Linked DNA regions of Sus scrofa: region 1 is linked to region 2. The links are chromatin contacts, called in public promoter capture Hi-C maps. All regions are on one chromosome and are shown on one strand. Each heading gives the region's core, a stretch centred on a gene start, on an enhancer-like site or on the middle of the called end of the contact. The rest is flanking DNA. Distances are from core to core; before and after follow the strand shown.

Evidence for each region. Promoter capture Hi-C pulls out the DNA fragments that hold promoters and counts their contacts.
Region 1: a contact with region 2 is called in a promoter capture Hi-C map of liver, with 2.3 times the contacts expected there. The contact joins the promoter of HYOU1 here to the promoter of CCDC84 in region 2. A contact is called at or near these places in 3 of 5 promoter capture datasets (fetal liver and liver), 8 of 47 Hi-C or Micro-C datasets (alveolar macrophages, heart right ventricle, liver and 2 more) and 2 of 2 datasets of contacts at active chromatin or transcription factors (alveolar macrophages and skeletal muscle).

What each region holds. Positions count from the first base shown.
Region 1 is chr9:46,275,444-46,278,341 of Sscrofa11.1, reverse strand. It overlaps HYOU1 (hypoxia up-regulated protein 1), which reads left to right and starts at 1,286. Exons shown (of 25, transcript XM_021062954.1): 1 at 1,286-1,395; 2 at 2,355-2,452; 3 at 2,658-2,751. The coding sequence starts at 2,362.
Region 2 is chr9:46,229,157-46,231,881 of Sscrofa11.1, reverse strand. It overlaps CCDC84 (coiled-coil domain containing 84), which reads right to left and starts at 1,472. Exons shown (of 11, transcript NM_001244396.1): 1 at 1,315-1,472; 2 at 1,019-1,182; 3 at 497-595. The coding sequence starts at 1,434.

The DNA.
Region 1 (2,898 bases), core at 37-2,536, 47 kb before region 2:
CTTCCACTGGTCCACTATGGGAACTCCCCTGAACTATTCTTAAAGGGAAGAAAAATAGACCTCTCCCTGGTACTGAAAGATTTATCTTCTAAGCGTAGAATCCTCTGGAGTTTCCTTGCAGAGCAGTGTTAAGGATCCAACATTGTTACTGTAGCAGCTCAGGTTAGTGCTGGGGCTTGAGTTCAATCCCTGGCCAGGGAACTTCACACGCTGCCAGAGTGGCCAAATAAGAAGAAGAAGAGACACAGAAATTTAATTCTCTCTCCCTAATCAACAAGAAAAATGTAGGGAAAGGAACAGATAAGGGTTTCTTAACCTAACCCTAGCTGTCACTGCCAGGGCCTTCATGAGAACCTTTTATGAAAGGAGGCCAGACATCAATTTTGTGAGAGGAGAGAAGCAAACGATATTCACATTAAAGAAAAGTATGCTCATCTCAATAAAACTGGGAAAAGAAAATAAAGTGCGCTCTTCAAGGACCAAATACATTTCTATGGGTCGGTAAAGGACAGAGAGGAGTGAGGAGCGTTGATAATTGCCGAGGTGCTTTGATTCGAAGGAGAAAAAAAGGGATGTGCACAAGTTTAATTGAAGAAAAACAGGAGGTGGTGTATCTGTGCTTAACCAATTACAAGTAAAATTATTTTGTGTATAGCGTTTTGCAGTTTGGAATATTCTTTCTCATACAAATTAGAAAAGAGTTTAGGCCAAATTCGGCCACTAAGACAAGCATTATCTCCGACCCATCAGCGAGCATCTGTTTTGGTGGTTTTACTTTCCTCAAAAAAACGAAAAGAAAATCAACTATGATGGAAAAATAAAAACCACATTTTAAAAAAATAAACGAAGGGAGGTCGGGGTGGTCTACGCCCGAAGCGCAGCGGTTCTCTGATTTCCAGCCAAAGCCTAGGGCAGTTCAATACCGACCAGCTAGAGAGCGCCTCTTCCGCTTGGCTGCGGAGGGGATGCGGGTCACTCCCGCTCCTCCGCCGGGGTTCCCAGGTAACCGACCGGAAGAGAGGGCCAAGTGCGGGCCCATCTTTGCGCCCACTTGCTCCAGGTACCGGTTACCCGCGACCCGGGCAGTCAGACGTCCAGCGAGGCAGCCGGAAAGGTCCCGCGATCGCACCAGGACCGACGCTGAGCCGTATGACGTGGGCCAATCGGAAGCCGGCGTCGGCGGTTTTCTTCCAACTGGTTGACTGGCCCCTTCGCTGCCTCCCCGGCAGGGGCTGGAGACGGAGGAGGGGGCGGGCCTAGGACGTGGCCCAATGGGAGCGCGCGCCGGGGCGGCAGGGGGAAGGACAGGGCGTGCTGCGCAGGGCCGGGCGGCGGAGGCTCCAATGAGCGCACGCCGCGTCCCGGGCCGGCTGGTGCGCGAGACGCCGCCGAGAGGTGGGTGGCTAATGTAACAGTTTGCAAACCGAGGGGAGTTGTGAAGGGCGCGGGCTTGAGGGGTGCTCTGCCAGCCTCGTGGGTCCGTCCGCCAGTGCGTCTGTCCCAGAGCTGGGGCCATAGGAGCGGAGGCAGAAGGTAGAGGGGGTGGGGATGGCGATGGGGACCGACCACCCCTTCTAGGGGAGGTAACGTGCTAGCTCCGGGGGCGGGTCGGTAGCGGGAGTGAGGGCCGCGCGGACGCCGGTGAGCTTGGCCCCGCAGCTCGGTCCTCGGGCCGCCCACACACCTTAGGGGTGGGCTAGGGACGGTTTCCGGGAGTGAGAGCCACCGCCTTCGGCAGGTGAACTCGGGGGACTCGGTACCCGTCCGTCCCGGACTCTTACCGTTCCAGACTCAGCGTCTGTGTAGGCAGCTGGGCCCGGGATGGGATGAAGAAGGGGGACAGGCCGGACAACCCGAAGGGATGCTGATGAGACAGGCCCTTCTTCCATCTCCTCCTCCCCCAACGTCACCATCTCTCAGTTCCTGTCCAGGCCCGACCTGGCTTTCCCCGCCAGCGGAGGGCCCCCAGGTGTGGGAAGGTAGTTGAGCCCTGGGCCGGGATCTCTGGCCGCCCCCCAGGTGTCTGACATCAGGGACAGTGCTAGAATGCGCTGGTTGCCGTGGGCGGAAGGCCCTGGTTTTCTTCCTCCTGCTCTGTTACCTTCCCTGTTTAGGGATGTAGTGGCTTTAGCTCAGGACTCATGTCATTTCACCTGGGCCTTTGTGTGGGTACTTCTGAGGACGATGAGAGTGCTTGTTTCTCACTAGGAAGGAGGGGAAGGGATGTAGACTGCCCTGCCCTGGGTGAGGATGGAGGAGGTAGGAATTTTAAAGCTTCTCTGTTCTGGATGAGGTTCTGCCTCCTTACTCAGGGCATCCAGTTAGTTACAGGTGTTGTTTTTCTCCTCCCCCAGGGACGCAATGGCAGCCATGGTCAGGAGGCAGAGGCCGAGGAGGCTAGCCTGTTGGGCCTTGATGGCTGTGCTCTTGGCAGACCTGCTGGCGCTGAGTGGTGTGTACCCCAACAGAGGCATCCAAAGAGACATAAATGAGTGAAGGATGAGTGATGTGTGGTGGGAAGCCTCTGCAGTCTTGAGCTGCTGGACCCACACCTTTGTCTTTCTCTGTCCTACCTTCTCCATGGAAGGTGCTTTAATGAGCAGGCCCTCAGGAAGATGGGGAAAGGGGGCTAATTGACAAATCTGTTTCCCCTTCAGACACACTGGCAGTGATGTCCGTGGACCTGGGCAGCGAGTCCATGAAGGTGGCCATTGTCAAACCTGGAGTGCCTATGGAGATTGTCTTGAACAAGTGAGGGCAGCCCCAGTGTTGGGTGGGGAAAGAGGGAGTCTGGACCCCAAGCTGCCATGTATTCTTTCTGGTGCCCTCAACAGGCCTTGGTGTCTGCATGATTGATTGTATGTGGGGTATGGAGGCTCTTGAGAACACACCTTGCCG
Region 2 (2,725 bases), core at 223-2,722:
TGCCTAGCCAGGGCTGCGTGTGCAAGGAGAGGACGGGTTACCAACCGTTTCTCCTTTCCCAACCCCTGCACATTACAAAGATCTTCCCCACACCCTTTTCTGACTTTATTTTTTGATCTATGAGGTTGCAACAAACTAGGTGTTTTTAGAATAAAGGAGAATGGAAAAAAGGAAGAAAATAGCCTCTTCTGTTCCTAAAGGACCTTAGTAGTCTCTCTGTCACACATTAAGTAATTGCTTACTGCCAACTTTCATTACATGCTGTTCTCTATTGGCTCAATACACTAAATCCCATGCCCTAACTAGATTATAAACCTTTCAAGGACTCTGTCATAGTTTTTTTGTGTCCAAAATAGTGCCTAGAATGAGTGCTACGAAGAAAATGGATACTAATGAGGTCCACCATACTTCTAATGAATAGACGAAGCTCCAGTACCTAACACAGACCCAGAAAATCCACACTCTGCCACTTAATCATTCATAACCAGGGACTTACCGTGCATAATCCTGGGGGGAGATCAGAAACTTCTCTTTCATCTGGAACTCAGCCTTGTTCTCCCACCAGAATTTGTTGGTTGCTTTCTTGTGCTCTGGGCTGAGGTTGGAGAGGATAAGTAATCTCAATGAGAGATTAAAGAATATTACTCAGATATATAGGCATTAAATAAATAATGCAAATTGACGTCTGGGTTTCTGCCTCTGGGCAAGGCTGAGAGATGTATGCTGTTAGTAGTCTCTTCCAGCATCTCCAGTCTCCTCCCAATAAAAATGGAAGAATCTGAGAGGAAGTGATGGGCAGCAACCTTGTCTGAGGCAGCTGCTCAGCTGGCTTTCGAGCTAGACCTCCAACACCACTGGGACCATGGCAGCCATAAACTTGCTACCCTTGATGCCTATAAGAGGATTCAATTATCTACCCTGATCAAATCACAAAAGCGTTCTTCCTCTCACCCACCCCAAACCCTCCCTTCCACAAGTGTGCTCGATTTTGTTATGCGGCTCCTGACACGGCGCTCACCTGGCCAGATGCTCCAGGAGCCCCCCGTGCAGCACGGTCAGGTTTCCGTGGCTCAGGTGTTTCCGCACCTCACAACTGCAGCACAGGCACCAGCAGCTGCGCTCGTGCTCGGGCACGTAACGCTCCACCTGAGCGGCGCGGATCGCCTTGCGGGCAGCCTCTACCTGTGGCAGAAAGGGGGAGAGGCTAAGTGGAACCCCGGCGGGACTTTCAGATCCCAAGCCCTCCGGCCCTCCCTGCTCGCTCGCATCCCCGCCCCCGGGCTTCCATGGTCCCCTCCGGCCTCCTGTCCGCACCTGCGGCAAGAGCCGCTCCAAAGCCACCTTCAGCTGCCGCTGGTGCTTGCGGCTGTAGACGTGCCCGCGACCGCAGAAGAAAGTCTGGCGGCAAAGAGGGCAGCGCTGCGCCGGCGCCATCGGCGCGGGACTCGGGATCCGCGATGCGGAGCTGCTCCTTTGCCGTCCGGTGACCTCTGACCTCTAGGGGGCGGGGCGAACCCATCTGCCCCCAGTGGAGGGCAGGCGCCACTGCAAGCCCTTCTGCGGCTGCGCGGGTTTTCTCCTGGCTGCCTCACGGCGCGCAAACCCAGCCAGTCGTCTAGTCACCTAGTGCTGTGTGTTCGGATGAGGTGGTCGATTTCGCTTGTGCAGATGCGGGGAAAGAGCGCGCAGGTTGGGACACAGACAAGGACCAATACAGACAATGTAACAATCATAACTAGTGTTTAATAGGGTGCTCAGTGTGTGTCCAAAGCTTTTGTTAACTACCTCACGTAGGAGGACCCTTCGTGGCTCAGCGGGTAATGAACCTGACTAGGATCCATGAGGACGCGGGTTCCATCCCTGGCCTTGCTCAACGGGTTAAGGATCCGGTTGGCGTGAGGTGTGATGTAGGTGGCAGACACGGCTCGGATCCTGTAGGCTAACAGCTACAGCTCTGATTGGACCCCCTAGCCTGGGAACTTCCATATGCTAAAGCAAAAAAATTGCAAACCCCCCCAAAAAACTACCTCATGTAATCCTCAGAATAACCCAATGGGATGACTATCCTTACTGGCATTTTGCAAGCAGGAAACTGAGGCGTGAAGGAGGAAGTAATTCTATGGAAGGTTGCACAGGTGTAAAGTGGCAGAGGCAGTACCAGCTGGCTGTTGGGAACACAAACTGAAGGCCTAATCTGAGACCTAATCACACTCATACCACCATGGGGTGTTCTGAGCATTGCTCCTGTAAAGATGTAATGGCAAAGCCAAAAAGGTTGCAGAATCATTGCTAAGAGAAGACATTTTTAATCTGTAAACATGCTCGGAGTTTCCTTATAGCACAGCAAGTTAAGGACCCAGAGTTCTGGTCTCTACTGTGGTGCAGCTTCAATCCTTGACCTGGGAACTTCCGCCTGCCCAGGGTGCAGTAAAAGGAACCCAAAAAACAAAAAACGGTAAACCTGCTAATCTAGAGGAATTTTACTAATTCTTCATAAGCCACTTCTCCCAGAGTCAACTGCCTTCCTATCTCCTTTCAGACCTAAGGTAAATTGCTCCTTCACAGGGCTAAAATCCCCAGACTATCATCTCTACCCTAGAGCTCCCTCCAAAAAAAAGACTGGGTCCTAGCCCAGACCTTACTTGAAAGATGAGCAAATAAAGCTGGTATGGTGTCCCTAGCTTTCCTTAGATTTGTTAACGGTGGAGTTCTCTGGTGGCTCAGT